Linked DNA regions of Mus musculus: all the other regions are linked to region 1. The links are chromatin contacts, called in public Hi-C and promoter capture Hi-C maps. All regions are on one chromosome and are shown on one strand. Each heading gives the region's core, a stretch centred on a gene start, on an enhancer-like site or on the middle of the called end of the contact. The rest is flanking DNA. Distances are from core to core; before and after follow the strand shown. Region 1 holds the start of Chaserr (CHD2 adjacent suppressive regulatory RNA). Region 2 holds the start of AU020206 (expressed sequence AU020206). Region 3 overlaps Akap13 (A kinase (PRKA) anchor protein 13).

The links. Promoter capture Hi-C pulls out the DNA fragments that hold promoters and counts their contacts. A called contact is a pair of places that touch in the nucleus more often than the background predicts.
Region 2: a contact with region 1 is called in a promoter capture Hi-C map of the C10 cell line, with 7 times the contacts expected there. The contact joins the promoter of AU020206 here to the promoter of Chaserr in region 1. A contact is called at or near these places in 1 of 39 promoter capture datasets (the C10 cell line) and 1 of 484 Hi-C or Micro-C datasets (B cells).
Region 3: a contact with region 1 is called in a Hi-C map of B cells, with 5 read pairs. The contact joins the enhancer-like site here to the promoter of Chaserr in region 1. A contact is called at or near these places in 2 of 484 Hi-C or Micro-C datasets (B cells and spermatogonial stem cells) and 1 of 115 datasets of contacts at active chromatin or transcription factors (bone marrow-derived dendritic cells).

The regions. Positions count from the first base shown.
Region 1 is chr7:73,556,159-73,560,987 of GRCm38.p6, reverse strand. Chaserr (CHD2 adjacent suppressive regulatory RNA) reads left to right here and starts at 2,593. Exons shown (of 5, transcript NR_037569.1): 1 at 2,593-2,949. RefSeq lists a cis regulatory region at 2,022-3,111.
Region 2 is chr7:75,780,167-75,784,995 of GRCm38.p6, reverse strand. It overlaps AU020206 (expressed sequence AU020206), which reads left to right and starts at 2,876. Exons shown (of 3, transcript NR_165329.1): 1 at 2,876-2,944; 2 at 4,240-4,371. RefSeq lists a cis regulatory region at 2,513-3,255.
Region 3 is chr7:75,583,783-75,588,611 of GRCm38.p6, reverse strand. Akap13 (A kinase (PRKA) anchor protein 13) reads right to left here. Exons shown (of 37, transcript NM_029332.1): 5 at 2,272-2,455. Among named protein-coding and RNA genes, the nearest start is that of Akap13, 130 kb to the right of the region's middle. Within about 2 kb of position 2,346, at least 178 of the 459 cell types and tissues checked have an H3K27ac peak or open chromatin away from gene starts, as enhancers often do. A contact at or near this core is called in B cells and bone marrow-derived dendritic cells, where this site is marked.

The DNA.
Region 1 (4,829 bases), core at 1,344-3,843:
CTTTGGATGTCTCCCGTTTCCACCTCTGGATCGCTGGGATTATTATGGGTCTGCACACTGTTTCCTGAGCTGCTGGGGCTTGAAGTGAGTGAGAACCCAGGCCACGTGAGATAAGAATTCTGCCACCTGAGTGAGGTGTCTTCTCCCATGTCTTTGTTTTTTTTTTTTTTTTGTTTGTTTTTCCTTTTTTGAAATAGCTGTCTTGTAGCCCAGGATGGTTTCAAACACACACACTGCAATCTTTTTGCCTTCCTCAGTCTCCCAAGGGCTAGGACTAAGAGTATAAATGATGATGCCTGGAGAAAATTTAATTTGTATTAAAGCATTACGTCTCAAAGTATATTGCCAGGAAGTATGTCTAGTACAAGACGTGCACAGAAGTCACCTGAGCTCTGTACAAAGTTTTATCTTATACCTAAGTAGCTTATGCATCATTAACTTTAGTCACCTACTGGGTTTTTGAGATAGGGCCTTGCTATGTGGCCCAGGGTGAACATGATCATACTCATGGGCTCACACCTCAGCCTCTCAAGAACATCTGCTGAGAAGTTTTCTTTTCTTATTTTTCTTACATATCTACCATCTATCTACCTACCTATCAGTAATCTACATATTTCCTAGCTATTGTCTTCCTTCTAAAAATTTATAAAAGATCTTTCTTTTTATGTGTAGGAGTGCTTTTCCTGCATGTAGGCATATTCCCTTGTGTGTGGCTTTGGCGGTCAGATGAGGGCATGGGATCCCCTGGAACTGGAAATTAACGACAGTTCTGAGCTATGATGTGGGTGCTAGGAATTGACCCGAGGTCCTCTGGAAGAGCAGTCAGTTCTCTTCACTGCTGAGTCATCTCTTCACCTTTAGTATATGATTTTTATTCTCCAAATTCTATTTCTATTAATTTTAAACTTATCTGTACATGTGTCTATGTGGGTGTGTGTGCACGGGAGCGCAGGTGCTCTAGGAGGAAGGCATCGCAGAGGTACCCCTGGATTTGGACTTACTGCTAGTTTCCAGTCACCTTATGTGGGTGCTGGAAACTGAGCTCAGGTCTCCCGGAAGAGAAGCAGTACATGAGATCTTAATCACTGAACCGTCTCTCCAGCCTCAGTGTAATTTTTTTTTTTTAAGCAAGGGTTTGAAGGGTCAACCTGAGGTTCACCTGTAAAAGGTGCTATGCTGACAAGCCTGATGTAGGAGAGAAGCGACTCCTATACTGTGTCCTTTCACCTCCTGTGTACATTAAGTGCTGTGACACTTAATGTGGACAGACAGACAGACACATACACACGCTCAAATTAACGTTAAAAAACATCAGGACAGCCAACACTATGTTAAAGAGACCTGATTCCACACCCCTCCAAAAGGGAACTAGAACGACTTTTGTGGTCCATGATCAAGTAATGTGATTTTTAACCCAGGAGCAAACTAAGTTTCAAGAGAATTTTAGAACTGTTCCTCTCATCTCAACAAGCAAGCCCCTTCTTAAAAGTGTTTTTCCCTCATGGAAACTAATAGCATATTTTCTTTTCCCCTAGCCCCTTGCCAAAAGAAACATTTCCACATTCCGCTTCTGTGCGAGAACAACTTCCTTAGATACTTGAGGACAGACGGTTCAGAGATTCATTTGTATTCTGCCTAAACTTGTTTCCAGGCAGAAGTGGGAAGAAGAAATGTAAAAGAGTGGAGTTTTTGAGAGGAAATGAAGCTTGTACTGTGTAATTCTCTGGGGGAAAGCTGGATAGACATGTTTAAACTACCACTTCAACAACGCTGCCCTAAAATGTGGGATCCAGCTAATCAGAATTAAGAGGCTGGTTTGTTAGGCCCTCAGGACTACTGGGCATGCTACTAGATTACCTCAAATAAGTGGTATATCAAGTCAGATATTAGGTTAGCGAATGTGCTGGTCATAACCTGCCTGTGGTCTGGTTCCTTAGGGGCAAAAAATCCTGAGGCTATGGCGCTTGCCCAAGAAGGAAGGTTCTGCAGTTTTTGCTTATCTTGTCAATCATGTCGTTTTCGCTCTATCACTTCCTCTTCCTTTGTGGACGAAAAAAATCTCAAGTCAGAAACAGGAAAGGTTAGCTTTTAATGGCTCGTCCGTACACAAACTACCTTCGAGGGTCCGCACTGCGGAGCAGAAAGTTACGTCTCTCCCCGCAAACCCAGAGTTTCACTATCTGCCAATCGCAGGTCAGGACTTCTCTCCTGAAACGCCCACGGGCTATGATTGGCATTAAATAAGCCCTATTGGTGCTGAGAACATGGAAGCGGTGGGTTCAGAACTGACCAATAGTATGCAGTTGGGGCGGGAGGAAGGTACGAACGAAGTGCGTGATGCCGCTCCGGGAAGCGAGGGCAGGAAGCTAGCCCAGCCAATGGCCGCCGCGGGCGGGTGTCGGCGCGCGTGCGCACTGGGGGTCCCGGAGCTGCAGGCGGGAGGTTGGGGGAGGGGAGCGAGCTGGAGCGCCGCGGAGCTCTAGCCGCCGCCGCAGCTCCCGCCGCAGCGAAGAGGCCATGTTGTGTGGTGTGTGGGGCGGGGGGAGGAGGAGGAGGGAGGAAAGCCGAGCGAGGAGACGGGAGAGACACCACACACGGCACAAGATGGCCGGAGAGGCAGCAGCAAGCCCAGCTGTCAGGCGGTCTGCCGCGGCCCGTGGGCTCGCCGCTGCGCTGGGAGCGCTACCCCGGCGTCCTGGAGGGCTCTGGGAGAGCGGGGAGGCCGCGGCTGGGGCGAGGCGGCCGCGCGCGATGTGGGAGCTCGCGGCCGGAGCGCCCGGGGAGGCCGGGCCCACGACGCCCGTGGCTCCGCTGCGGCAGCGGCGGTGCTGGTGTCGCGCGCGGCCGGGAGGCGGCTTCGCGCCGCGGGCGGGAGGCTGCGGCGGGCGACCCGTCCTGGACACGCGAGGAAGAGCGAGCCGATGGCGGCAGGGGCCGCGCTTCGACCCGGTGAGTAGCTCCCCTGCTCCCTTTATTGTCCTTTGTCCTTGGGAGGAAAAGCACGACGTCCTTGAGCGCGGGCGGGAGGGGCGGCGGGTGGCTGCCGGCTGGCTCTGCACACGCAGCCCCGGGCACTGCCGCGGAGGGCCGATGCCACGGGAGCACGGGGTCGGGCCACCGCGTTCCCGCTGCATACCCAGCCGGGCGCCGCGCTGCGGTCCGAGCCAGCGGGGAGAGGGCGGCGGCCGCGCCGTGGAACCCCTGCTTGCTCTGGTGAGTTACTTCGATACTTAGCGAGAAATAACAACAATCCTCCGTTGATGGGCTTTTAAAAATCTTTTCCAGTGAGGTGGGAACCCATCTTTGGGGTCGGATCTAAAAGAACAATGGAACCTCTCACTTCGCTTAAACCAAAATAAAACTTGTCTTTTTCCCCCCTTCTCCCTGTTGGGTGTTGGCTTTTAACTCTTTCTAAGCTGCTTTTGAGAACGGCTGTTAGTGTTCTAGATGCAAAGGTACCTTTCAGCTTGTTAAACGTCCGTGACGTTTGTTGTCTTTTAGAAAAGGCAAGTTACAGGAGTGCATCTAGTATTTCAAAAATGACGACGGCAACAAGGCAGTTTAAAGGAAGTAGATTTGATAATTATGGTGCAAGATGATGGCGTTTGATGAATACAGCTTATTTTTACCGAGAACTTTCGTTAAGACCATTTGACATCCTGATACTTGAACATAACCGTACTGTTTGATACTTTTTTAAATGAGTAGGTAAAGCCGTTATCAGCAACTTCTCACTTGAATGTTAAATCTAACTTGAGGCGGTTCCGACCCTTTACAAGTTAAAATTCATCTTGTTTAAAAGAGAGTGTATACTATTAGAAACCTTGGCCGTAAAAGTTAAGAAATATTCTAAAAGCAGAGCTCTTTAAGTTACTTAGTGTAAATCCTGAAGTAAGACTGCCATTGATGGGCGATGAAGAGGGGCCATATTTGTTGCATTTGTTGCACGTATAAAAGTCGAGGTGTGCTTAGAAACGGAACAGTATGGAAACAACAGTTTTAAAAAATTTGTTTCTGCATACTCATTTAAAAATTATTTGAGGTAATTTAGGATCAGTCGTTGGAAGACTAGGAGTGTTCAGACCTTTGTGTATTTTTGAATATATTTGTCTTCATTCTGCGGAGCTCTTGTGCTGTAAAGGTGAATAACTGCGTAAAGACAGTGTTGGGGAGACTTACGTAGCTCATCTAAAATCAAAGGTGCGGGTTGATTGGACCTTATTTCATCGGGTATTTACAGTAGAAAACAATTGGAATACCTTTTATGGGGTAGACATAGTCTATCAGTTGCCCATACCTTGATTTCTCAGAATTTCTCAGTACTAATTTTGTTTTTTCAAAAGAATGCTGTGGAATATTTTATCACTGAAAGTGGTTTTAAAGCGATTGAGAATGTAGTTCAGAATCCTTTTTGAGTTATAAAATGTGAAAATAATTGTTAGCAGATCTATGATCTTACATGATAAATTTGGTAGGAGAAAGACAATATTCTGGACCCTGGTTTGGTATTGAATGAAGGTCATTAGATACCACAAGTTTTAGAGCTGCTTAAAAGACAATGCTAATACCCCATTTGGTGAGATCAAATAGCTTCTAGTTTAAAATTTACAGTAACCAGTGGCCATTTTAAGTTCACTAATTTCTCCTGGAGGAGTTGATTTTTAATACTCATAAATATAAGAGCTATTTGAAGATGCTAAAAAAATTTAAGATCGTGGCATTTTTTAAAAACATTGTCAATGTTTCCTTTGTTTTTGTTTACCTGACTTAATGGAAAAAGGAAAGCAAAGGGATAGTCATTTGTATTTTCTGTGTGTCTTTTCGGATTC
Region 2 (4,829 bases), core at 1,627-4,126, 2.2 Mb before region 1:
CCTTTAATCCCAGCACTTGGGAGACAGAGGCAGGCAGATTTCAGAGTTCAAGGCCAGCCTGGTCTACAAAGTGAGTTCCAGGACAGCCAGGACCATACAGAGAAACCCTGTCTCGAAAACAAAACAAAACAAAACAAAACAAAACAAAAAGTTTACTGTTTTGTGTGTGGCTGTTTAGTTGCTTCAGGAATGTTTTTGTGTTGTTTTTAAATAATACTCCTTCTGTGAGAAATAATTTCAGGGTTGCAAAGTAAGAGACCCCGATTCCAACTGAATGTCTGAACAAGACAAGCATGTCTTTTGATCCAGAGGATGCACTCAGAAGAGACACAGAGGCAGTGTGTGCATTCGGTTTGTCTAACTCAGGTGGTGACTGGATCTTTTCCCAATTGGCTGGAGTCAGACCTCACTGTATTATTTAATTGGCTAGTCTGAAAAGATTTGGTGAATGGGAAATGAAGGAAAGGAAAGAGTTATTGTCAGGTCTGGTGAAAATTCAACACCCAGGTTTTCTTTTTTCCTTTTCTTTCTTTCTTCCTCCTCTTCCTCCTTTCCTCCTCCTCCTCCTCCTTCTTCGGTGGTTCTGCAGCTTTATTTGGCATTCAGCAGGTTAGTTCTCACCCACATTGACTGTAGATCTTTGAATGTGGAACAGGCACGTAAGAGTAAGTTACCAATGTGTAGAGCTTGTTTGGTGACTCCTCATCCCCATTATGTTTTCTGGACAAATGTACTCGGATGCAATAAGGAACATTCCTTATTCCCTCAGCCCAGAAGGCTTTATTGAGCCTGGTGTCAATGGGCACATCTGGAGTTCCCCATTCCTTCATGGTCTTTGAGTGCCCTAAGAGCACACTACTTGAAGCCTACTCCATGGATGTGCATGTGAACATTGATGGTGTATTCTTGGGTCACCATCTCGTTGATGGCAGAACTGCCCTTCATCTTGCCACCCTTCTTTGCTACTTATAATTTCACCAGCAAACTGACAGGTCACAGATATAGCACAGCCTTGGGAACTGATATTGTGACAGAGACTCTTCAGGTGAAAACCCTTCTCCTCTGTTTCCTCCTCCTCCTCCTTCCCCTTTTAAAAGATTGTCTATTTTATGTATGTCCATATGCTGTCACTGTCTTCAGACACACAAGAAGAGGGCATCGGATCCCATTACAGATGGTTGTAAGCCGCCATGTGGTTGCTGAAATTTGAATGAACTCAGGACCTCGGAAAGAGCAGAGGCAGCAGCTGCTTCTTCTTCTTCTTCTTCTTCTTCTTCTTCTTCTTCTTCTTCTTCTTCTTCTTCTTCTTCTCCTTCTCCTTCTCCTTCTTCTTCCTCCTCCTCCTCCTTCATCCTCCTCCTCCCCCTCCTCCTCCTCCTTCCTCCTCTTCCTCCTCCTCCTCCTCCTCCTCCTCCTCCTCCTCCCCCCCACTTCATCTCCTCCTCCTCCTTCTTTTTGGTTTTTCGAGACAGGGTTTCTCTGTGTAGCCCTGGCTGTCCTGGAACTCACTCTGTATACCAGGCTGGCCCTGAACTCAAATCTGCCTCCCTCTGCCTCCCAAGTGCTGGGATTAAAGGTGTGTGCCACCACTGCCCGGCAGTATCTGGTCTCTTTTTTTTTTGTTTCTGGTCTCTCTTAATAATACATTTCTGAGTCACACAGAAGGAAAGGGGCATGAATACATTTCTGAGTCACACAGAAGGAAAGGGGCATGAGGAGAAACAGAACACATCTGACCCTTGGCTTATCTTCAGTGATGGTCAAACCTCAGTGGATAGGTGGCTGACTTAAGATGTGGATACTCACAGTGTGGAGAGTCCTTGATGCAGCTTCAAGGATATTGGCAAGAATATTTACTTTTGGCTTGGAGGACAAGGGAGGAGGCTCAGATAAGAATAATGTACTGTGTTCCTTGTGTCTTGGTCATCCTGTTTATTGCCTTGTTTGACTACATTGTCTTTAATCTAAGAACTGACCTTAGATGACATAAAAGCAAGCTGGAGAAAAATAAACCCACATCAGCCCTGGTTGGGGTCGTGTTATAATGTTGTTTAATTGTCTTTTCTTTCTTTAACCTCCCTCCCTCCTTTGAGACCCCGATGACTGAGCTGGCTTCATGCAGAAGGAAAGGGGCGTGGGGAGAAGCAGAACACATCTACCCTTGGCTTATTTTCAATAATGATCAAGCCCCAGCAAATGTGAATGTGTGGCTGACTTAAGATGTAGATACTCACACCATGCTTCATCTTTACAAGGTCACTGCTGCAGGCCATGGGACTCCTGGAATGCAGTTTGTTGCCTTGAGTAAACCAAGATTTGGTTTTGGTTTTGGTTTTGGTTTTGGCTTTTGTTTTTTTTCCGAGACAGGGTTTCTCTGTGTAGCCCTGGCTGTCCTGGAACTCACTTTGTAGACCAGGCTGGCCTCGAACTCAGAAATCTGCCTGCCTCTGCCTCCCGAGTGCTGGGATTAAAGGTGTGCGCCACTACTAAACCAGGGTTTTACTGGGTGGGGGTGGGGGCGGATTAAAACATTTGCGTTGCAATCTAACTAGGTGTGGGAGGCAAAAATATATGAATCCTTTGTTCTTTTTTCTGAGTTCGAGGCCAGCCTGGTCTATAAAGTGAGTTCCAGGACAGCCAGGGCTATACAGAGAAACCCTGTCTCGAAAACAAACAAACAAAAAAAGAATCAGGTGGCACTAACTTTTCTTTCCCCTCCCGGCCCCTCGCTGGACCAGAGGCTGGGGCAGCCCACCCCTTCCTCCAAATGCAGCTGTAGTATGGGTTCGTCGGGCCATCCGTCACAAATCTACGGCCTCTGATTGGCTTTTGTGCTTAGGAACCATAAAATGGGGCGGGAATTGGGGAGAAATTGGCTTTTTGGCGGCAGCACTGCGTCAGCGGCGGCGGCGGCGGCAGGGACTTGCAGTGCGTGAGCTGCATGGTGAGTACCGGGTTGAGTCCTGGCCGACCGTGTTCGCAGTGCCCGTTATCCGGACGGCCTCCTTGCGGCAGGAGCGCCCGGAAGCGTGTGGAACCGTGGGTCCGGTTTACTGGGTCGGGGAGTTTGGGTCGAGATAGCAGCCGGACTCCATTTAAGACCAGGAGTCATTTTGAGATTCTGCCTCAGTTAGGTTAAAGTTTTTTGGGGTGGGGTGGGGGCTAGAGGGTTTCGAGACAGGGTTTCTCTGTGTAGCCCTGGCTGTCCTGGAACTTACTTTGTAGACCAGGCAGGACTCGAACTCAGAAATCCACCTGCCACTGCCTCCCACGTGCTGGGATTAAAGGCGTGCACCACCACTGCCCGGCTAGGTAAAAGTTTTTTGTTTTGTTTTGTTTGTTTTTTGAGACAGGGTTTCTCTGTGTAGCCCTGGCTGTCCTGGAACTCACTTTGTAGACCCGACTGGGGTAAAAGTTTTAATATTCTGTTTCTTGGAGTTAGGCTGTGCCCGACAGATGTTTTGTACCTTGTGCTCCAGGAAGAGTTCTATAACTGCCTTGTGCTCTCTGTAAACCCGCCTGCTTGCAAAATACCTCTCTCTCCCATTGGTTTTGTCCTATAAGAGAAGTATGGGAAATTTAGGGGGAGACAGCTGTGCACAGACTTGGCTGTGCACGGAATAAGGTGTTCTTTATCCTCATTCGGTGGGATTAATAAATTAATTAATTTTGGAGGCTCCAGTGATATAAGAAGCTGTTAGGGTCCATAAACTGTATAAACATAGATTTCAGTCAGGGATAGTTTATCGAACGCACATCCTAAGATTGATCAATCAGAGATGTAGCTCAGACTCTACAGCTGGAAGCTACAACCCTGAATGTTTTCTAGGGTCAGTTTATAGAGGTTAAAACCCCACAGGGAGCTTTTATAAGCAGGTACTGGGCGGGCTGCAGGTGGTCTGCCTTTCCCAAGTTGTTACTAGTTTAGGCATAACAGTTGAAGCTGGTTTCTATTTTGGTTGGTCCCAAGTGAAGGCTGTGGTTGGGGAATTTCTAAGAACCTCAGAACAGAACAGGATATATGGCCAACTTGATCTCTCTCTGAGCCAAACTGTTGTCAGCAGTATGAGGTGGCTGACAAGCATGAGGCAGGAGGGTTACAGCTAAATTGGGGGGGGGGGGCGGGGGACGGAGGGGGGGGTGGGGGGGCGGGGGGGGAGGGGCTAAGCTAGGGCGGAGGGTAGCTTTAACAAATCCCTACCCAAATTCAGAACCTGGACCCTTCCCTTCAAACCTCAGGTACCAGAGCACCACTGCCCAGGGTGTGCACCTTGAGACGTTCCAAGGCCCCTGCAGGCTTGATTTCAGTTCGGAGGTCCACAGCTGCAGGAAAAGAAACCCAGCAAGCACCTGGATGAGGAGCCTTCATTGGTAAGTCATTGCTTTCCTTACGTAACATCTGGTCCTCTTCTACTAGGATCCCATCTGGATACAGTGTCTTAGGAGATAGATGAACTCCTGTCCAGGGCACTAGGGAGAGGTCACACTGCCTTCTTGGTCCTGTGTGTCCTGTTCTGTTTTGTTTGCCTTTTCTGTTTTTTGTTTTGTTTTGTTTTGTTTTTTGTTTTTGTCCTGAGTCTTCTGAGGTTTGGGTTTGGGGTGACTGGAAGACAAAATGGGTAACAAGACTAGTAAACCCTACATACAGAACTCCCCACTGCTTCACTCCTGTCAGTGCCCATCTCAATCCAAACCCCGATCTCAGCCCTCACCTCAGCCCTCACCTCAGTCCTCACCTCAGCCCTCATCTAAATCCAAACTCCGATCTCAGCCCTCATCTAAATCCAGACCCCGATCTCAGCCCTCATCTAAATCCAAACCCCGATCTC
Region 3 (4,829 bases), core at 1,097-3,596, 2.0 Mb before region 1:
TAAAATATATAACATTATTCTGATAACACAGCTGAATCATTTTTGGTTTTGAGCTAGGGTCTCTCTACATAGCCCTGGCTATTCTAGAGCAACCTATATAGACCAGGGTGCCTCAAACTCATAGAGATCCACTGCCTCCCAAGTGCTGGAATTCAATTTGTGTGCTACCATGCTCACCTGACAGTTGAATCTTAAGGATATTACATGATATTAAAGAAACTAGGTGTGGAAGGATAAATGTTCTACCTTCTGCTTATGTGAGGTATTCAGAATGGGGATTCTTGGAGAAAGAAAGAAGAACAGAGGTTACCAGGGGGTGGGGACAGAGTGAATACAGAGCTAGTGTTTCATGGGTACAGGGTTCCTATGTGAGTTCATGGTAGGTTCTAGAAATCGATAGTAGTGATAGTTATATAACACTGTGAGTTATGTAACCAAATTTGGCCAAAAGAGTACAATACAAGAGAGACACAGAGACAGATTGACAGACAGACAGACAGACAGACAGACAGACAGAATGAGTCCCACAACACAGAGAAAAAAATGATTTCTCCCGACCTACCATCATGGCTAAATTCTAGCAAAGCCTACTGGTATTCAACTACGACAGAGAATAAGGAGAACCACATCTACTTTTTCTCTGGGCAGCTGTGACTCAGCACTTTCCTTGGCTTTAAACCAGTGACTACCCAGAGGAATTCACTAAGGCAGAGGCACCTGCAGTAAGCGCGCATGCTCTCAACACCATCCTCTACTTCATCTCTCGGCTGGACTTCCCCTCACCTTCCCCTGTAAGATGAATCATTAGTGACCTTCAGTTTTAAAGTAAAAATCTCCAAGAATAATTATATCCCAAATTTCAAATCATGCTACAATAACCATCTTGTGACACCCAGGTCTAAACATATAATGAAGCTGTTGCAACCACCTTATTTCCCCATTTGGACGGCAGTCCATAACAAGCTCCACTTCCCAGCAAACACCCAGCTGTAACATCAAATCCGGAGGAACTGCCTTTGAAAATAGTAATAGCTGTTCTGAGTTAATTGTTTTAATTTTTAGAACAATGCAGCCCTCTCTGAAACCATGAGGCAAACCACAGAATGAAACTGATCACAGGCCAGAAGGTAAGCATGGAGGAACAGAATAGACTACATTCTGGAATGTGAGAGCTCAGGTGTCCAAAGCTCATCCAAGATGAAGAGTGCCCTTCTTTCCACTGTTGCATCTCAGCACCTCTCATTGCAAAGCTGTCTGCAACGACGTTTCTGCCTGGCTTGACTGGGAAAGCTATAAGCCCAGCAAGTGCAACAAACAACAGGAGCAACAACAACAACAAAAAGAGTTCCGCTTATATAACTGTAAGCTGTCTTAAATTCTAGAGTCCTCGTCCTGGTCCTTCCTGATTACCTTGTTCACATGTGATTAACAATGACATGGATATCCAACTACATGAAGTTTGACTCAAGCAAAGGATAATATGTGGGACTCTGGAAATACTGCCTGAGTTTACAAGGATCCCTCAATAGGAGAAACAGGGAACCAATACAGTTTTGGCTCACATGATAGAAAAATCATGATCATAAAACTAGTAAAAATATACTAAGCAAGAAAATATTCCAACGAAGAAGCATTGGCTACTGTCAAGCATTTATTCCTTTATTTATAAAGGAAAAACACATTCTTCAATGTTTTGACTAGTAGTCTTCCTCCACAGGAGGCTTTAAAGAAACACAGAACTGACCCCAAAGACAAACAGGATTTCCTACTGCATACTTCTACAACAATGTAACTGCTTTTAACTGTACTCATAAGAAACTACTTCTCTTAACTTTATGCACAGAAATCGCATTCAAACCAAAATTCAACTTTTACCATATTTTATATACAATTACAATACCTAACTATTAACTTCTAATTATCTTGTTCATGTCCTGAAGACATTACAGGAAAAAAACAAAACGTATCACAGGAAAACTTGTTTCTTCCTCTACTCGGTCATATAATCTATACATTAGTAACATTACACTACCTCCACGGACAAGATGCCATTGCGTTCTCAATAAAAGACAGTGGCAAGAAGCAGTGAAAACAGAGACAAGAGAAAGAAAAGTGGTAACATGACTCACGCGGGGCTCCTACAACGAAGCAGTTGGCAGGAGCAAGCTTCCAGCCCTCCTGCAGCACAGGCGAGGTGCAGAGCCAGTGGGCTGTACTGCTCTGAAATGTGGGGTGGAGACTGACAAGAGGGGACCGGGAAGAGACACTCACTCAGTCAGAAGCTGGTGAAGTTCGTGATAACCTCGCTCCAGTGCCAGGCTCACAGGCGTTGCCCCTTCCTTGTTGTGGATGCTGAGAGCTCCACGGCCACCTGGCTTCTGTAACAGGAACCATGTCAACCGCAGCAGTCCCAGCCGCACAGCAAAGTGCATCAGGGTTTCCCGAGGGCCACCGTCTGTGAACGGGGGAAGAGCATGAAAATTAAAGCCTGTAACAACCACCACCAACAAAGAGCCAAACCCCACTGGCAATAGAAGACCAGTCTAGGCAGACACACTGTTGCCTTCAAGTATCTAGCACCGTGAAGGTCATCTGTAACATGCAGCCAACAACTTTATTCCAGGTAAAAATCGCCTTTCAAGTAAAGGCAAAAATAAAGCTAGAAAAAAATTGTGACACAAAATCTTCAACAGCAGACAAATACGCACATAGAGAACCAAGCCATAGCTGTGCTTTTTCAGAGAGGTTAATACAGGTGTCCCCACTATGCTCCTTCCATTAAAAAACAAACAAACAAACAAACAAACAAAACCAAAAACAAAACAAAAACAAAAAAACGACAACAATAATAGAAGTAAATGCAGTTCCTTGGATCTAAGGTGAACAGTTTTCAGGACTCAAATGGGTATAATCTGAAGGGTATAATTACTTTTTAAAGAACGCTCAGACAGGAATTGGCTAGTTAAACACTACAAACAGGTTAGACTTGTTAAGTACATACAGGTCTTTAGTCCCTCACACTAAGGGCATATCGAATTTCTGGCACTACCAACCTTGTGTTTGCTTAATGAGAAAACGAAATGAATCTTCAGGTACAATGGGATGAACTGTAAGACTACACTAATAACTTTCGGCGAGAAAACAAGTGCTTGGGCTGAGTTCACTAGAAATGAGGGATCCTTCTTGGCATACTGGGTCACTAAGAGTGTGGGTAGGACAAGAAAGGGCTTCAGATCAGGCAAAAGTGGGTCCAGGCCTGGCCTTAATCATAGAAGTGACTAGGCATGGCTCACTTGCTTCTCAGAGCTTCACTTTCATATTCCCGTGAGCAAGCCACCATCCCCTCACTGAGAGCTGCTGTAACAGAGAAGGGTAGGTGAAATGCTAGACTAACGCCTGGCTGTAGGGTCCTTCACCCTTTCTCTGCCTCTGGCCCTGTTCTTGGGCTTCGAAGTACATGCTAACTTCACTAGCAACACCCTTTTCCTAGCTCATTGTCTTGTGTGAGGGCAGGTCCTAGGGCCAAAGCATTCTAGACTTCTTGGATGAACCTAGTGTTTTCCTTTTGTCAGATTCTTCTATATGTGAATATCACAACAGGAGTGAACAATGAGGTGCATTTTTTAAAAATAATTTTTAAAAAGAGATTTCATTTCTTTGGGGCTGGGGGACTTTTCACGACAGTGCAGTATCTGAGAGAAGAGGGAGCTGGAGTTCCAGGGAGCTGTGAGCACCTTGACTTGAGTGTTGGGAACTGAACGCAGGTCCTCTACCAGTTCTTAATCACGGAGATATTTATCCAGTCCCGAACTCACTGTTTCCTAATGTCACTTGCCTGTGACCAATATAAATTTCATTAAAAGCAAATGGTCTTTCATGTTTCTCTCCCAAATCCTATTTATGCATGGATCAACTCAAGATTTGCTATGTGTTCAAGCACAAATGGAGACTAAAATCAATGCTTCAGGGATGGGGCAGGGGTGCAGGGGACTGCTCAAGAACAGAACACTTGCTGAGCAAACATGGGGGCTGGGTTTGATTCTCAGGATTCTTAAGAACTAAACCTTACTCCCACAAGAAACCAGAGAAAATAATGTCCTTGAAGAAATAATTATGTTTCCAATCATAAAGCTTTAATAAATATAGCCTCTGAAGAAGTGGCAAGACTTAGAGAAAAGGCAGAAAAAACTCTCATCAGTATTAAATACTTCTGACTTGTGCTTTATGCCTCTCACAAACATCCTGACAACCTTATCAAAACACCAAAGTGCTAAGCACTTACAGACCAGGAAATATGTGGGTATGTTTTTTCCAGAGCTGGTTAAGTCCAGCCTTATCAGGTATTATGTCCTTAAAGTAGCTTCCTTTCCAGCCTCTACTCTTTTAAGTTCCTTTGTTCTGAGTCACCATAAGGCGAGTTACCATAAAGCCCAAAGCCCAATGCGGCTGCTTTCAGCCCCACTCCCCATCTTCTATTAGCATTTAAAGCACATGTAATTTGGAAGAACAATGCATTCATCAGATATTCAACAACTTATGTCCTACAATAAATATTCTATCAATGTATTTGCTTTATCAAGTATTTATTCTTCAAGTATTTACTCATTCAAAGGGAGCTGAAGACACCAGACTAACTTGATGGGTACCATCAACTAGAATTCAATATGGGAATTAAATGACTAAGATACAGGAAAATACAAGTATAACATTTGATACTCTTTTGAGACAAGGTCTCACTATGTAGTTCTGCCTGTCCTAGAACTCGCTATAAAGACCAGTCTGGCCTTGAAACTCAGAGAGATCTGGCTGCTTCTGCTTGTCGTGTGCTG